Regions from separate parts of the Mus musculus genome. Here region 1 is linked to region 2. A link is a contact called in public HiChIP or PLAC-seq data. All regions are on one chromosome and are shown on one strand. Each heading gives the region's core, a stretch centred on a gene start, on an enhancer-like site or on the middle of the called end of the contact. The rest is flanking DNA. Distances are from core to core; before and after follow the strand shown.

Evidence for each region. HiChIP or PLAC-seq counts read pairs in DNA pulled down with a chosen protein or histone mark.
Region 1: an H3K27ac HiChIP or PLAC-seq map of SST interneurons shows a contact between it and region 2, with 2.9 times the contacts expected there. The contact joins two enhancer-like sites. A contact is called at or near these places in 4 of 484 Hi-C or Micro-C datasets (the HL-1 cell line, myocytes, neural progenitor cells and 1 more) and 3 of 115 datasets of contacts at active chromatin or transcription factors (SST interneurons, heart atrium and kidney).

The regions. Positions count from the first base shown.
Region 1 is chr11:7,132,572-7,135,849 of GRCm38.p6, reverse strand. All of the region lies in intron 5 of Adcy1 (adenylate cyclase 1), which reads right to left. Among named protein-coding and RNA genes, the nearest start is that of Ccdc201, 54 kb to the left of the region's middle. Within about 2 kb of position 1,334, at least 36 of the 459 cell types and tissues checked have an H3K27ac peak or open chromatin away from gene starts, as enhancers often do. A contact at or near this core is called in SST interneurons, where this site is marked.
Region 2 is chr11:6,997,689-7,000,842 of GRCm38.p6, reverse strand. No RefSeq gene overlaps it. Among named protein-coding and RNA genes, the nearest start is that of Adcy1, 64 kb to the left of the region's middle. Within about 2 kb of position 1,287, at least 10 of the 459 cell types and tissues checked have an H3K27ac peak or open chromatin away from gene starts, as enhancers often do. A contact at or near this core is called in SST interneurons, where this site is marked.

The sequences.
Region 1 (3,278 bases), core at 85-2,584, 130 kb before region 2:
TCTAAAGAAACAGATCCAGCTGTTCAGCTGTGGCTCCGCGTGGCTCCCTGTACACAGGCATGTTCTGTCCAAATCCAACAAAACCCTTCACTTCACTTCCCGGACACCAAGATTTCCATATTCCTTTGTTCATCCTACGTGTCTTTCTTGTGTCTGATCTCAGAGATGCTTTTTTATCACAGGTATTTTCTATGAAGGAACAATGCGGTCCTGGCCCTGACCTTCGGTGCTGGGTCCCAATAGGATGAAGCCAACCCTCCCGCCCTCCCAGTACACTGGCTGACATAAAACCCTGAGCAAAGATGAAAGGCCACATCTCTGTTCTGTTCAGCAAGAACCTACTGAGTTCACGCCTCTTGGCCATTCTTCCAAGCACTACAGATGCAGCTGTGTACACAAAGGAAAAAAAAAAAGTAAAAGGGAGGAACGGACACTCTAAAGGGTGATTTGCTGTCAGCTAGGCAGAATTTTTCCAGAAGTGATGACAACGCATTTGCCTGAGGCAACCCCTAGTCTCCATCCTAGCATGATAGAAGAACACAGCAAACACTTTCAACACAATATGTCCAAATGTGCGCCCTGGACTTGTGGGCTCTTAACTGCCCCTCCAGGGCCTTGGCTTCACCATCTATAGGAATGCAATCATCAGCTATAATATACAGGCTAGGAGTCCCCAGGTCCCCTAAACGTTATGACAGATTCTCTGAGGAGAGTGGGATTTTGGGGAAGACACACAGCACCCTCACCCTCCACCCCACAGAAAACTGCTTCTTAAAAATATCCACAAGGCTGACCCTAAAACCCAGACTCCAGTAATTAGACATAGTAATCCTTTAGGTTAGTCTATACTGAGAAACTGTGCCGTGTCCTGCGGCTCACACACACCCAGCTTAAGAAAGAGATACCTGGGCATCCGAACTTCAGCCTGGAGACCACCAGCTACTGACTTCCGGATGGCACAGGCTGTCCTCACCAGCTCAAAGTAGACCTCTTGGGGGATACCTATGAATTTTCCGTTAGCTTACTTCATTGTAGCAGTTGAAAGATACACAACTCAAAAGCAGGGTCACTGCTAGATAAAAATCTATTTAGGAAAAAGGTACACTGAGCCCTTGGAGGGCATGTGGAAGAAGACCGTGGTCATTGTTCCCATCTCACATGTGGCAGCAGGGGCTTCCCTGTGACAGAGACAGACTTGGACAGGCCCGTGGGCAGCACAGCAGAGGGAATCCTGGGGAAATCTGGCAGTGGAGGGCCTCCCTCTTTGGGGATGGCTCCCTCTGTCTGGGGGCTGGTGAGTCAGCCCCTGCAGAGGCTGCTGAAATCCTCCCACTCAGCTACTGCATCCGAGAAACACTCAGTCCTTCGTCACAACCACCGCTTCTCCATTCACAGGCAAAGGATGGAGCATTCCAGGAAAATGAAGCTCACCCCAGGCTGGGAACCAGGAACCTGCCAGCTCCTCTGCAGCCTCTGCAATCAGAGGTCCTGGGATCATTCAGAAAAATGGAGAGGGAGGGGTACAAGTAGAAAACGGAGAGGGCATAGATGACATGAGGGTGAGAAAAGTCCCAGTGACCTCTGCCACAGAAGCCTGTCCTTGTGGGCATCTGGGAGCAGAGCTCAGGAGGGGTTACTCGAATGCCTAAGCATCATAGAAGTCCTTGAGAGGCCCTTCAATAAAGGCCAAGGGTAGCCTCATCATTAGGATGTAGGAGCCGCCTGCCCTGCCAGCCCTGACATAACCGTTGAGGACATGGCTCTAAAACCCTTTTTTCTAGGGTATTGCATTGCAAGGATGTATAATCAAGGAACACAGATGCTCTACAATTTAGCTTAGCAGGTCTCGCTGTCCCACTTTGGGTCCACTCCAGAGCTGTCTATGATTACAAGCCTGGGACAGACCATGCCCTTTACCTCTGAACCAATCAATGAAAAGAAAACAGGCATGTGTGGCCTGAGTTTAAAGGTTAGAAAGGAAAAATTCAGTAAATGTTTGTGTCTATTTTACCCCATAGGTATGAACGGTCTAGGAGGTAAGATAACTAGATGTTTATACAGTCGTTGAAAAGGAAGGGTCCTGATGCTCCAGGCTGGGGAGAAATCAGGACCAGTCTGAGAGCGTTCTATCTGCATCTACATCTGGAGCAATGCTTGTCCTGGCTCTTACAGTTAGGCCTTTCTTCTCTAGGCCGTGCTCCTTTCCTGCCCTAGCCCATCCTGTAGGCACAAGTGTCAAAATGGATTATCACGCTTTCAACAGTCTGCAATCCTGTTGCAGTTACTGCCAGCAAAGCCTCGACTGGACTTAGCAGCTGATCTTGGAGCCCTGACATAGCATTGTCAGGGAATAGTAGCCTACCCACTACCCTTTATCACTGTACCATGAATCTAAGAGATGTGCGGGAAATGGTTCCAGGAAAAAATTCCAGAATCTTCCAATAACCATGCTGGTCTTTGGGTCCAGTCAGAACTCTCCAACCTACAGAAGACCTGTGGCCCCTGAAAATGCTGGCGAGTCCTGGGACTGGGCTACGCTGTCCATCACTCAGGGATCTTTTGGAAAACGAGGTCATTTCAGAATCTACAGAATCCAAGTCCTCTGGCTTCCTCTAGATAATGGGAGCTATTCCCGGTCCAGATGGCTCCAGACAGAAGGAAGATGTAGCTAAGGGCAAAGGCATTGCCCCCACATTGGTACATACAGTGCAAGGCCCAGCATGGCCTCTGCACGTTCGTGTGCTCCAGCATTGACTCCACTCATGCTCCTGACACCACAGTGGTTCCTAGACTCTCCACTCCAAGGTCAAGAAACAAAGACACATGACATTCTGCTTTGCCTGGACATGCTGGTCCTCTTGATAAATATGTTCTGTCTTGTATGTTTCTGTGCAGGGAAAACACAACACAGGAACAAACACAGGCTGGTATGGCCAGAAGGGAAGGTGCCAGTTGTCATATGGAGCCTTCCCGGGAGATCTAGAAGCCAGCCAATGCTGAGCACACATGGGCTATCCCTGGCTCTGTGCAATTCCCACAGGAAGAAAGGTTGTTAGCAGTCTCTTGGATCAAGAGTCAGAAATTCAGGTCATATAGGACTCTAGGATTGTGTGATTTTGAGGCTGAGGGACTTTTGAATGGAGAGGAAAGCAGTCCAAGAAGGCTAGCACAAGGCTGCTCAGCCCCGGGGCTCACCAGTCCCTCATGACATGGCCAGAGACGCAGAGTCAGAGAGTTTCTGCTGAAATCCTGGGGGAGCAGTGAGGAGACCATGAAGC
Region 2 (3,154 bases), core at 38-2,537:
GAGGTTTATATGCAGTCTCCACTTCCTATCTGCTCCCCACTTCCTGTCAGCTCCCCACTTGCAGACTGAGGATGTGTTATCACCAGGTACCACTCGTACCTGCTGCTATGCCCAATCTGCCAGGCATCTCCTCTTAAACTGCCCAAGCCAAAATAAACCCTTCATCCTTTAAGTTGCTTCTTGTCAGGGATTTGGTCACAACATCAAGAAAAGTAGCTCTCCTGGTTAGCTTTCTACTATACGATAAAGACCATGACCAAAAGCAACTTTGTGGAGAAAATGTTTATTAAGCTTGTAGATTGTGATCACAGTCTATTAGCGAGGAAACCAAGGTAAGAACTCAGGGGAGGAACCTGGAGGCAGGAACTTAAGCAGAAGCCATAAAGGAGTATTGCTTATTGAGTAGTTTGCTCTCCATGGCTTTGCTCAGCCTGCTTTCTTATATGACTCAGGACCACTTGACAGGGGTGGTACCACCCAGTGGCCTGAACCCTACCACATCAATCACTAATCAAGAAAAGGCCCTACAGATTTGCCTACAAGCCTATCTGGTGTAATAATTTTCTCAACTGAAGTTCCTCTTCCCAGATGACTCTACCTTGTGTCAAGTTGACAAAAATATACATGCTGTAACTAGACTTGGTCAATGGAAGGCCAAGGTCAAGGCTTATTAAAAAGAAGCCACAGAGGAGTCTGTCTAAAGTATAGCTAAGGAAAGTCTATCACAGCAAAGTTGTATTGGATGGACATGGTATTAGAAGCATAGAATGATATGGAACATATCACTACCTTTCATTCTCTCTGTGTATGTCTATGTCTATGTCTCTGTCTCTCTGTCTCTCTGCCTCTCTGTTTCTCCTTCTCTCTCTCTCTCTCTCTCTCTCTCTCTCTCTCTCTCTCTCTCTCTGTGTGTGTGTGTGTGTGTGTGTGTGTGTGTGTGTGTCTGTGTGTGTCTGTGTGTCTGTGTGTGTCTCTGTGTGTGTGTGTGTGTGTGTGTGTGTCTGTGTGTGTCTGTGTGTCTGTGTGTGTGTCTGTGTGTGTAAGGCCCTATAACTCAATACTCCACACACATGTTAAAACGTGTAAACTGTGTGGGCTGGTATGAATGAACCTCTCTTGAAGACCTTCAATGCTAAGCTCTATGACTGGGCTCATTTAAAGGGAGCTAAAGCCATAAGGGAGCAGTGTATATAGTGGCCCTGTGTGCAAAGCACCTGCTTCTTCCACAGCCAAAAAGGGCTGAGAGGAGAAAGAGTGGGAGCTGATTCCAAATAGAGGAGGTTGGCTTCAGGGATTAGCATAAACACTCCCAAGTGCTTCTTGATTAGATGAGCCCCCAGCTGGCTTCACAACAGCACTGTGCCTTTGAAAACAAAACACTCCCTAAAAATAGTTGTCTCCTAGGATTTGAGAAGCAATGAGTTTTTGGAGACAAGTTTTCTTGGGTTTCAATAGAATCCCTGCCAGGCCTAACCTAATTTGATGAAAATTCACCAAGTCTCTCTTGGGTAGACTATATCAGTTTGCATCTCTGTTACTGTGATAAAACATTAACCAAAACCAACTTGTGGAGGAAAGGGTTTATTTCATCTTACAACCCCCAGGTCACAATCTATCACTGAGGGAAGACAGAGAAGGAAGCAGAAGCAGAAACAGAAACCATGGGAGAACATAGCTTATTAGCTAGCTTCTCCTGGCTTTCTCAACTACTTTGTTTACATAGCCCAGGCCCACCTGCAGAGGGATTGCACCACCAACAGTAGAATGGACCCTCCCATATCAATCACCAATCAGAAATGTCCCATAGACATGACCACAGACCAATCACATGGAGGCAACTCCTCAATGGGAGTTCCCTCTTCCCAAGGGACTCCAGTTCATGTCAAGTTGAAAGAACTAGCCAGCACATAGTGGGAAGTAGGGCATGGCTAGACAAGCAGACTCCCAGACTGTTTCTGTCCAGAACAATGGTCATAATTCTGAGTACGTTTCTCCTTCAACCTCTATGATTTAGAAAAACAAACTCAGCTTGGAGCAAAACAGATGCAGAGGGGAGCTGGCCAGCCCTGGACATTGTCCCAGGGAGGTAGCAGATCCGTACATGGAGGCCATTTCCACTCCCCCTCTAAAGAAGGTACTTCTGTAACCTTCCCTCCTTTACCTGCCTATTGCTCTTAGATGGACTTTGAGGCTGTGTCCCAAGAAACATGTTCTAATAATACCATAAAGTGGAAAATGCACTAAGAACATCTTACCTTGCAACAACACAGTGTCATAGGCTTCCGGGTGTTACATGCGTTCCCTCATGGCCTCAAAGCTGACTGGGAATATCTGCCATCGTCCAGAATTATAAGAGACGACCAGGAGGAGATCCAAAGTCAGACCCTAAAGTACAGTTTCCACCAAATGCATATAGCATGGAATATTTCAAACCATTGTTAGTTAGGTGTGGACGTGCATATTTTTAACGTTGTTTAAATGGGTGGCAATATCCATCAAGCTCTGAAGACGCATAATGAGGTCCTCATTTGTATGCAGTTGCCAGGCAGCACAGGATAGATAGCTAGCCTTTAAAAGGTGAACTTCTAACATTCTGGTTAAGGACTATTGCATGAGCTATGTGTCCACTGCAAAACCAAAACCCGCTCCTTTGCCTCCACCCTCAGACCATGCCTCCCTCTGGCCAGCTTTCTTATTGGTGGCCTGCCTGCTTTTCTCCTATGGAACCCCTCAGACCATCTCTTTACCCCTTACCTTGAGTGGCTTCTCTCTGGGCAGTTGTAATAGATGTTGAGGCTAACGGAAGCTTGGCCATGATGCCAGAGGCTGGGGGGCTTTACACGTGGGTGTGAGTTCACTCAATCTCATGTGGCCGCTCTGCTAAGGCAAGGTTTTCCTAAAGGACCCCAAAGCCTACCTCTGCCAGAAGCTGAACATGCAAGATGCTGCTTTCCCTGTAGACAGCTGAGCAGCCCCAGAGCGGGCAAGGCCCCAGTCTCTGAGTGATAGGAGCCCAGCTGGCCCTCCTCTCGTGGGTGGGTTGCTGTTCACTAATGTTGGGCCCCGCTCCTCACCACCCAGCAGCAGAGGAAGGACTTCTCCCATCATCCTCACTATGGTCTTTTCCTGTGGGATTAATCAAGCTGTCTGTTTT